2 separate regions of the Mus musculus genome follow, and region 2 is linked to region 1. Evidence: chromatin contacts called from public capture Hi-C data. All regions are on one chromosome and are shown on one strand. Each heading gives the region's core, a stretch centred on a gene start, on an enhancer-like site or on the middle of the called end of the contact. The rest is flanking DNA. Distances are from core to core; before and after follow the strand shown. Region 1 has its middle 36 kb from the start of Gm40375. Region 2 overlaps Gm33484 (a long non-coding RNA gene).

Evidence for each region. Capture Hi-C pulls out chosen DNA fragments and counts their contacts.
Region 2: a contact with region 1 is called in a capture Hi-C map of bone marrow-derived macrophages, with 7 times the contacts expected there. The contact joins two enhancer-like sites. A contact is called at or near these places in 1 of 484 Hi-C or Micro-C datasets (granulosa cells) and 1 of 9 other capture datasets (bone marrow-derived macrophages).

Annotation. Positions count from the first base shown.
Region 1 is chr12:32,431,979-32,437,282 of GRCm38.p6, forward strand. No RefSeq gene overlaps it. Among named protein-coding and RNA genes, the nearest start is that of Gm40375, 36 kb to the left of the region's middle. Within about 2 kb of position 3,238, at least 57 of the 459 cell types and tissues checked have an H3K27ac peak or open chromatin away from gene starts, as enhancers often do. A contact at or near this core is called in bone marrow-derived macrophages, where this site is marked.
Region 2 is chr12:32,888,670-32,893,973 of GRCm38.p6, forward strand. Gm33484 (a long non-coding RNA gene) reads right to left here. Exons shown (of 3, transcript XR_381437.2): 3 at 146-264. Among named protein-coding and RNA genes, the nearest start is that of Gm33484, 18 kb to the right of the region's middle. Within about 2 kb of position 1,967, at least 26 of the 459 cell types and tissues checked have an H3K27ac peak or open chromatin away from gene starts, as enhancers often do. A contact at or near this core is called in bone marrow-derived macrophages, where this site is marked.

The DNA of each region.
Region 1 (5,304 bases), core at 1,988-4,487:
GTGTTCAGGGGCTGAGCTTGAGTGCAAGTTCCAGGCTGCTTTACAGCACTCTGTAGGCCCTACTCAGCAATGATATGTTCCCCATCCATTCCAGGCTTCTCTCACACCTATCACTGCTGTTGTGTCTCTAGTTCCGTCTCTCTCTACTGCTCATTCACTGCTCCCAGTTCTCCATTGCATATACATTTGCCATTGTGGCATTAGAAAATGTAGTGTGTCGCATAACATAATATATATGAGTCTTGCCCATCGCCGAGACTTATTTCAGATACCCCACTATTGCCAGAGTTATGGTGATCCTGCAGGTCTGGTTTTGCAGAACTTTGAATCCTTCACACTTCCAGCATCTATTGATGGGGTAAATGTTGTTGGATGGACCGGCTCAAAAGTACTGGATCTGGGCACAGGTGGTAGCTGAGTTGGTCAGGCCTGTGACCTGGTGGGGCCAGGCCAGGTTCTTCAGCAGTCCATCAGGGCCCAAATATATAATGTTTAATACACACACACACACACACACACACACACACACAGAGAGAGAGAGAGAGATATTAGATATAGATATAGATACAGATATGATTAGTTCTCTATTGGATGTGTAACTGGTAAAATACCATTCTGTAGACTGCTGTTTTGGCCAAATGATAGTGCCCTTTGCAATGCCTTTTAGTTTCATGAGGTTCCATTTGTTGTTGATCTTATTTCCCATGCTAACAATGTTCGGTTCAGCAAGGTTTTCTCTTTGCCAATGAGAAATGAGTTCAGACTACTTCTCCCTTTCACTTCTACTCTCTCACTTTACTTTTATAAAGTGTGTCATTTTAATGTTGAGATCTTTGACCCATTTATGGTTGAATCTTGTGTGGGATGATTGATAAGCCTAGGTCTATTTGCATTGTTACTCTCAGAAGTGCAGTTGAACAGCCCCATTTGTTGAAAGTGCTGTGCACCCAGTGTGAGTTTCTGGCTTCTTTATCAAAAATCAGGTGTATGGGGGTTTGTCATTTATATCTGAGCCTCTAATTTTTTTCTGTTGATCAACATGTCTATTTTCTATGCTAATACCATAGTGTTTTTAGTACTATAAATTAAAACCAAGAATAGGGATACCTCCTGCTGTTCTTTTACTATTCAGGATTGTTTTAGTTATCCTGGGTCTTTTTGTATCTGTGAAAAATTGTGTGGAGATTGCATTGACTCTGTAGATTGCTTTTATTAGGAGGCCATTTTTATTATGTTAATCCTACCAATCCATGACTATGGGAAATCTTTCCAACTTCTGATATCTTCTTCACTTTCTTTCTTCAATGTCTTGAAGTTTTTGTTTGTTTGTTTGGTTGGTTGGTTGGTTTTTTCATATAAGGTCTTCACTTGCTTGGTTAGAGTTACCCCCACAATATTTCTTAGTATTTGAGGCTATTGTGAAAAGTATAATTTCCTTAATTTCTTTATCAATACATTTGTCATTTGTATATAGAAGGGGTACTAATTTTTGTAAGTTAATTTTGTACCCAGCTTCTTTGCTTAAAGTGTTTATCAGCTGGAAGAATTTTCTGGAAGAATGTTTAGGACCACTTATACATAGTATTATATCATTTGTAAATATATATATTTCTACTACTCCCCTTCCAATTTGTATCCCCTTGATCTCCTCCAGCTGCTCTAGATAAGACTTCAAGTACTCTACTGAATAGGTATATAGAGAGATGGACAGCCTTGTCTGGCTCCTGACTTTAGTGGGATTTCTTTGACTTTCTCTCCGTTTAAGTTGATATTTACTACGGGCTTACTGTAAACTGAGTATCAAATGATATACACGCTAGAGATGGAAATAGCATTCAAATGGATGTTACTTTCATAATAGGTTTTAAAATGGTCACTATTATTATCAGCTCATACTTGGGAGTCCAAGTAGATCAGTTATAGGACACAAAAGGCATTCCTCAGCCCCAAAGAGACCCTTTCACTTATATTCCCCACTCTGTCTCTGTCTCTGTCTCTGTCTCTGTCTCTGTCTCTGTCTCTCTCTCTCTCTCTCTCTCTCTCTCTCTCTCTCTGTGTGTGTGTGTGTGTGTGTGTGTGTGACTGTGTGTCTTTTGGTGAAGAATCGCAATCTGACAGTAATAGAGGAAGCAACTCTCCCCCAGGATGAACAACAGATTTCTTTATTAGAAAAAAATAAGAGACAAGTGAAAATGAGACTTCTCTATTTCCACAGATAAAGATTTTGGCTCTGGCATTTTTACAGCATTGAAAGTGTCACACTACCCACTTGTGGGCTCCAGAATATAAAAGCTGACCTGTTGGGACCCTGCCCTCCTTGTCAGAGCTGCTTGTCTTTATTCAAACCTTCAGGGTAGATGTTTCCCAAACCCCAAATTTGAAACCACTGGCAGTCATTTCTTCAATTTCTGTTTACTAACTAGACCTCTGAAGCCTTTTATGTTCAAATCTTTATCCCAAGATGGAAGACACAGTTTCTGGCCTACTGGCAGCCCACAAAGAGACTGTCTTTCACCTTCATTTTACAGTCACTTCCTCCCAATGGAAATGTTCCTTCCCTCCTGAAAGAAGGATAATCATGAAAGTCAGGAGGAAAGAAACTTCACAAGTCTAGGAAAGTTGAAATATGATCTATATTCCTCTCCTGCCAACTTAAAGACATCATAAATATTTGTGGGGGAGGGGTGGGGACAGGGGACACTCTGATCAGCTGAACTGGTAAGCAGAGATTCTTGGCCTAGTTGAGTTGCTGGTAAATAATGTACATTGCTCCAGGGCTGAAGGGTTGGTGAGTCATCACTCTGTTAGGGTGGGCTTTTGGGTGATGCAATTACTTTTGAGTCATCCCTGTTCCTTTAAGTAACCCTTCACCCACACTCCTATCAGCAACCTCAATAAAACACACACACACACACACACACACACACACACACACACACACTCCTCACTGGTTCACCAAGTTGTATTTTGATAGAGTACTTACTTTGGTCTATTGTAGGTTCCCTAAACCAGGTGAGTAGGTGTGTGTGTGTGTGTGTGTGTGTGTGTGTGTGTGTGTGTGTGTATAAGTGTGGTGACTCCCCAGTAAAAGTCCCACACAATCACCCTTACCCCCAGATTAAAATGTAGTCTTGGGCTCATGGCTGGCCTTGAGCACTTTTCTGTCCTATTGGCTCTGTTATGGTGACTATTAGCTGACTCAAGAGTTCAACACTATTCATTGGTTTCAGGAAACTTCTGAACAAAAGGTTTGGAATATCTGCCAAGTTGTCATAGAATCCTGATGACACAGCAGAAGCAGTGAGTCAGCCCTGAAGAAGATGCTCCTTCCCTGGCTCAGGCCTCTTTTCCAGCAGTACAGGGTCAGCTTGGGACATGCTACCCGACTTCCTTGCCTGTCTTGTTAGGAGTTGAGCAACAAATCCCCAGTGCCTTTGAGCAGGAAGTCTCAAACTAAGTTGTCAATCTGTAGCTAAATGATTGGGATCACATCTTGGTGAATGTAGAACCCAAAACAAACACAGCCAAGAAATAAAAGAGCTGAGATTTATTATCTATTGGAGGTAAGAAGAGCAAAGGAGGTATTTATAAGACAATGACCACCTTGAACAAAGGAAGCCTGAGAGAAGCCTATACATAGTAGATAAAAAAGCAAGTAAATAAAAAAGCACTGTCCTACAAAGTGAGTTCCAGGACAGACAGGGCTATATAGAGAAACACTGTCTCGAAAAAAAAAAAAAGAAAAAAAAAGAAAAAAAAAGCACTTCTGAGGTGGGCACATTCCTGAACATGCTCAGTTAAGAATACATTCCCGAGCATGCTCAGTTAAGAATTGCATCCATGGAAGGAGTTACAGAGACCAAGTGTGAAGCAGAGACTGAAGGAATAACCATCCAGAGACTGCCCCACCTGGGGATCCATCCCATAAACAATCACCAAAACCAGACACTATTGGGGATGCCAACAAGAGTTTCCTGATATAGCTGTCTTCTGAGAGGCTTTGCCAGAGCCTGACAAATACAGAAATGGATGCTCACAGCCATCCATTGGACTGAGCACAGGGTCCCCAATGAAGGAGCTAGAGAAAGTACCCAAGGAGCTGAAGGAGTTTGCAGCCCCATAGGAGGAACAACAATATGAATTAACCAGTATCTCCAGAGCTCCCTGGGACTAAACCACCAACCAATGAAAACACATGGTGGGACTCACGACTCTAGCTGCATATGTAGCAGAGAATGGCCTAGTTGGTCATCAATGGGAGGAGAGGCTCTTGGTCCTGTGAAGGTTCTATGCCCCAGTATAGGGGACTGCCAGGGCCAGGAAGCAGGAGTGGGTGGACTGGTGATCAGGGGGAGGGGGGGAAGGCATAGGGAGCTTTTCGGGAGGGGGGGAAACCAGGAAAGGGGATAACATTTGAAATGTAAATAAAGATAATATCCAATAAAAAATAAAAATAAAGAATTGCATCCTTAAGCATGCTTAGTTTAAGTTCATAGTTCTAAAAGGAAAGGTGGTGGACACAGTTTTGAAGATATAGTTGAAGATTATGTAGAGGTTAAAACAGTAGGCAAGAATATATCTGGACCTCCCTTTGGGCTTATCTCATATCATAAAATTGGTGTATAGGGAACACTTCTGGATATCTTCAGTGTTTTCCAAATATTTTAGCTGAGATCAAGTAGAGGAGATTTGTCCCCAGAGATGCCCACCCTCCTTAGTGGTTAAAGCTTCTTGAAGCTGTCACCATCATTAGGAGTCACATGATTCTGCTACATCATTTAGTCAACTTCTCTTCCCATTCCCCAAACCTGACAACTAATGTGTCTTAGAACTTTTTGTTGTTTTGGAGAAGGGATAGAGAACTGCTATGTAGCTAGAGAACCTGGGACTGGGACTGGGCCTGGCGTAGTAGACCAGGCTTTCCTTGAACTTGTAGTCTCCTTTCTCTGTCTCCCAAGGGCCAGGAGTACAGCTGTGTGCCCACGTGTACGGTGGTTTACATCTTTTAAAAGAACCATCTGTGGGATTAGGGGGCTATAAATTGTTAGCAAAGATTTACAATAGCAATAATGTTAGCAAAGAGTTGGTCAAAAGAAATAATCTGTTTACAGCTGTCTGTTTGCTTTCAAACTAGAATGGCAGAGCTTCGTGGCAGAGGCACAGGCTGTGTGGTACTTTCATCACTCTGTACTGTGGCTTGGCATCATTCAAGATGCTGCTAGAATTCACCAGTATGTCAAATGATATATGGTTATAGCCCTCCTGCCTCCCTATTCTTCTTCGCCCTTTCTCTCCCTTCCATTC
Region 2 (5,304 bases), core at 717-3,216, 460 kb after region 1:
CGGCGTTCTCTACAGGAATAGAACTGACAGAATGAACATATATCACTAGGGGATTTATTAGATTGTCTTGCATGATAAGGGCTGGATAGTTCAGCAGCGGCCACCTGCTTAGTGGAGAGACTGAGATGCTTTGGTGGCCCCAGTCCCCAAGTGAAGGGCTGAGGGTGTCCCACAGAGCCACTGGTCTTCAGTCCATGCTGAGAGGTTGAAGAGGCTGAGATGTGATGTTAGCAAGGCTGGCAGCAGCAGAGACAGGCACACTCACTAGTAAGACACAGAGGCAGACAGGCAAAAAGCATGGCTTCTCACTTGAACCATTTTACACCAAGGCTGCTGTCCACACTGGGAGAGGATTTTTCCCACCCACACAGACTTAGACAAACTGACCACAAGATGAACCATCACAGATGCTGTTAGGCAAGTTTCATGGTCTGGGTGTAAAATAAGAATAATAGTAGGCTCACATCACTGTTGGCACATAGTGCTAGCCCCATAGTGGGCACTAAATGAGTCTCTTGTGAGATGTTTGCTGGCTACTTTTATGTCAACTTGACACAAACTAGAGTTGTTTTGGAAGAGAGAGCCTCAGTTGAGAAAATGTCCAGTCTGGATAGCCATGTAGGCTAGCCTGTGGTGTGTTTTCTTGATTAATAATTAATATGGGAAGGCCTATTTCTGGGGTGGGGTCTACCCGTGGCCGGTGGCTCTGGGTGCTTGCTTTAAGAGTAGCATCTCCTTGAAGAGCATAGAAGCCGGGTTCTAGGATCAGGCTGACCGAGGACTGGAGGAATGGATGGCACAGTTGCTAAAGTGTCAGCACATAAGCACAAGGGCCCAAGTTAGGGTTCCCAGAACTCATGTAAAGAACCAGTGGAGGCTATACACTGCTGCAGCCTAGCATGGGATATGTGGGTAGGTGGGAGGAGACAGGCAGATTTGTGAACCTCATTGACCAGCCAGACTACCTGAATTAATAAGTTTAAGGCTCAGGGAGAGACCTCTTCTCACAAAAGTAACTGTGGAGAGCGATCAAGTACGAACGCCCCAATATCAGTACCAGGCTTCCACGTGCATGAGCACACACATGCATGCACCCCCTCGAGCACATGCATGCACACCCACACTAAGAAGTATCCACACCACAAACACATGCAACAACACACACGCAACAACAGAGAGACACCACCCTGGAACTGTGCCTTGGTGGAGTGCCCTATACACCAAATAGAGCAGAATAAAGGAGATGTGACAGTGTGTGATAGCCCAAGCTGGATCACAAAGGGCACCAAAGCTCCACTTGAGCACACCAACAGCAAGTGCCAGCTAGCCAGCTAGGTGACGTGCCTTGGACAGCAATCCTTCAGTCCCAGTGCCACCTTCAGGGACCTAAGCCCAGGCAGACGCATGACTGCAGCTTCATGAGAAGGCTGTCACTCAGCCACAGTGCGTCTGATTCCCAGCCCTCTCGAAGCTGGAAAAGCTGGTGGACAGTGAGTCTTGTTTTAAACTGTTAGCACACAGAAGACTGAACGATGATACTCCACATGTTCTAAGTATTTTATATGCAAAAACTCACTAACACTCACGCTAAGTCTATAAGGTTAGCACGATTAAATACCCCTATATAAGGAAGAGGGGAGAAAGAGAGGGCAGGGCAGGAAGGAGGGAAGAAAGGAGAGAGGGAGGGACTGAAAGAAGGAGGGCAGGGGAAGGACAGAGAGACAGAAGGACAGAGGGACAGAGGGGCAGAGGGATGGGGAAAAGGAAGGAAGGAAGGAAGGAAGGAAGGAAGAAAGGAAGGAAGAAGGAAGGAGATAAACCAGGGAGTCACTTCATATCAGTGTTCTTATCTACAGCAAACACCCTGCCCAGCCCCAAATGTCAGAGCTGCCTCGAGAAGTATGTGTGTGTCGCAATTTATTCTGAAAAATACTCTGTGTCCTACAAAATATTTTCCTTCCTATTTTGGTATTGGAGCATGTGACTTCTGTGGAAGTTGACTCCAGGCCATCGTTTTTGACTTAGAGTAAGTAGCACATTCCCCCAGAATGCACTTCTACTTTTACACAATATCTCTGGAGGAGTTATTCTGTGACTAAAACCTCACTTCTCAGACTGGGAAACGCCACCTCTTCAAGGCTGCTTCTTTCAGCCCCAGTGCACACCTGAAGGTCCACAGAGGAACACAAAGCCAGCCAGCATCTGGCCTTCCTGTGGTCCCTGTGGCTCTAGTCAGTACACATGCCCTGGCACTGAGTGATGCTGCGTTGTGATTTGTTTTCTGTTAACACCGCCTCTATGCCCAGTGATCTGTTCTCTGAATGAAAGGTGAATGCTCACCAGAAGCACACAGTGGGGCTCTCAAATGTTTGCATAAGATTTTAAAGAGGAGAATCATGATATTGGTTCTCTCAACTACTCCATATTCACAAAATCTCCTTGCTCCCGGCAAGCATCATTTCTGTGGAGGGCTGCTTAACCTCCCTGTCAGGTTGGGTATCAAGGGATCCTCGAGGTCATAGATGTGTTTATTGGAGTCAGCCTGCTGTCTTCAGTACTGGACACTATGCTATACAAGTGCTCTGCTGCCCAGAGAAGAGCAGCTGGGGAATGGAGGGGAAGACAAGACCTCACTGCAAAGAACCCTGGGAGGAGCTGGGTCTGAACAGCCCATGTGGAGAGCCGTGAACAATCGCCATTACAAGATGTAGCTGGCTTCCTCAGTGCCTAACTAGTAAACAAGCAATGTGCGCAGGTGCTGGAGTAAATTTGTGCCAAGTCACTGCCCATCCCGGGGTGTAGCAGCTAATCAGGAGCTGACACGTCACACGGAGGGGTATTTAAGCAGCACCATTTTCCGGGTTCGGGGTCTTCCTGAGAAGTAAGCAATAAAGCTTTGCCGTAGAAGGATCCGGTTGTCCGAGTGTGTTTTGCTGGCGAAACGTTACAAGGACATGCCCTTGCAGTACATGTGTGAATAGTTGGAAGACTGGCTTGAGGGGATGGAGATGAGGTGCCTCACAACTACCTGTAACTAAGCTCTAGAGGATGGGTCATCCTCTTCTGGTCTCTGTAGATACACACACACACATACACACACACACACACACACACACACACACACACACCAAACAAACAAACAAACCAACCAACCAAAATAAAACAAAATGAAAACCCTAGCTTGAGAAAGAGAGCCAGGTTCAGTGTAACTATGAAAATGGAAAATCTGTGAAAAGCCCACCCACCACTGTAGGACAAGCTTAGCATGGTGACTTCTGCCTACAATTCCCACACTTAGGAGGCTGACACAGGAAGACAGCTATGAGTTAGATGATAGCATGGGCTACATAGTGAACACTAGCCCAGCCTTAACTACAGCCTATGTCAGCACTCCGTACAACATATTTTGCAGCAGCCCTACGGTATGCTAGCCAAAGTAGAGAGAAATATTAGAGTGGCTCTAGCTAAGCCCTATGCACTCAGAAAGCCACGGGAAGTGTTGAACATGTTACCTAGAATGTTGTGGTTATGTTTAAGAGATACGGTGAACTTTCTGAAATGAAAATCATAATATTGAAATAGAAATTGCCTTGGCTTGGCTAAACGCAGATTACATAGTATAGACAACAGTAGTAACTTCCAAGACAAAAGCAAAGAATTGAAAGAAAGAAAAGAAGGAAGGAAGGAAGGAAGGAAGGAAGGAAGGAAGGAAGGAAGGAAGAGGCACAGGAGGGAGACTCACTGCAAAGTAAATTACAGGACCCTGGTATTTAGGAGGCTGAGGCAGGAAAAACACAGTTAGACAAGACTGCACTACAGAAGAGTTCCACAGGAGCCTGCATAGAGAAACACCGGCTCACACAAAGTGGCTAAGTAATAGAGCAGCTAAACTGTGGGAAAGCAGATGGGCCCTGGTGGAATTAGAGTTTCCAAAAGGCAGGGACAAGGACCTGAAATTATATAAACAATGTAGCTAAAAGAATGAGCCGTTCCTCTAGCACAAGAGACATGGAAAAGTTATACCAAGACCTTTGTACTGGCTAGTTTTGTGTCATCTTGACACAGCTGGAGTTATCACAGAGAAAGGAGCTTCAGTTGAGGAAATGCCTCCATGAGATTCAACTGTAAGGCATTTTCTCAATTAGTGATCAAGGGGGAAAGGCCCCTTGTGGGTGGGACCATCTCTGGGCTGGTAGTCTTGGTTCTATAAGAGAGCAGGCTGAGCAAGCCAGGGGAAGCAAGCCAGTAAAGAACATCCCTCCATGGCCTCTGCATCAGCTCCTGCTTTCTGACCTGCTTGAGTTCCAGTCCTGACTTCCTTGGTGATGAACAGCGATATGGAAGTTTAAGCTGAATAAACCCTTTCCTCCCCAACTTGCTTCTTGATCAAGATGTTTGTGCAGGAATAGAAATCCTGACTAAGACAACATTGCACAGCCAATCTTCTAGAAATACATATATAAGATAAAATGTCCTAAGATCAGCCACAGATGAAAAAAAGAGCTTTATATTTAGGGTGTGATAGTAAATATTTTGACCTTTTTTTTTGGTTATTATTGGAGGTAATGCAAATAAGAAAAATATGAAGCAATATTTGAAGTACTGAAGGAAGAGATATTGTTTACACCCTGGGAAAATATGTCAACATTGAAAGTAAAGCTGGATATAAAGGTCTGCAGTGCAATGCCAGCACTCAGGAGGCGGAGGTGGGGGGAGGGGCGATGTCACGTGCAGCCAGAGCTACACAGAGGAAGCTGCTGCTCCATAGCAGGGCCTGGGGATGTGGCTACTCAGACACCGCAGTGCCGGGGCACGCACGTGGTCAGAAGGCACATCTCCAAAGCTGGTTCTCTCCTTCAGTTCCCGGGATCAAACCCACGCTCCCGGGCTCGTGTGGCCAGCGCTTTTACTGACTGAGCCATCTCACCAGCCCTGTATACAGACTTTAAGCAGCTGTTTATGTTATAGCAGTTATACTCTACTGAAGCCATGGAAATTAATGGAAGAAAGGGAATAAATGGCTACTTGATCAAGCCATGTAAAGTAGTACACAGGATAAGAGGCATAAGCAAAGTAAAATCAAACAAAGTATAGAAACGCACACACACCAGGGGTAGCAGTGCACACTTTAATCCTAGCACTTAGGCAGCAGAAGTAGGCTGATCTGAGTTCAAGGCCAACCTGGTCTACAAAGTGAGTGCCAGGACAGCCAGAACTATGTAAAGAGATCTTGTCTCAAAAGACAAGCAAAAATGGAAGAAATGAAGGTATCAAAATGACATTGTGAAGCCCACTATTTTGTTC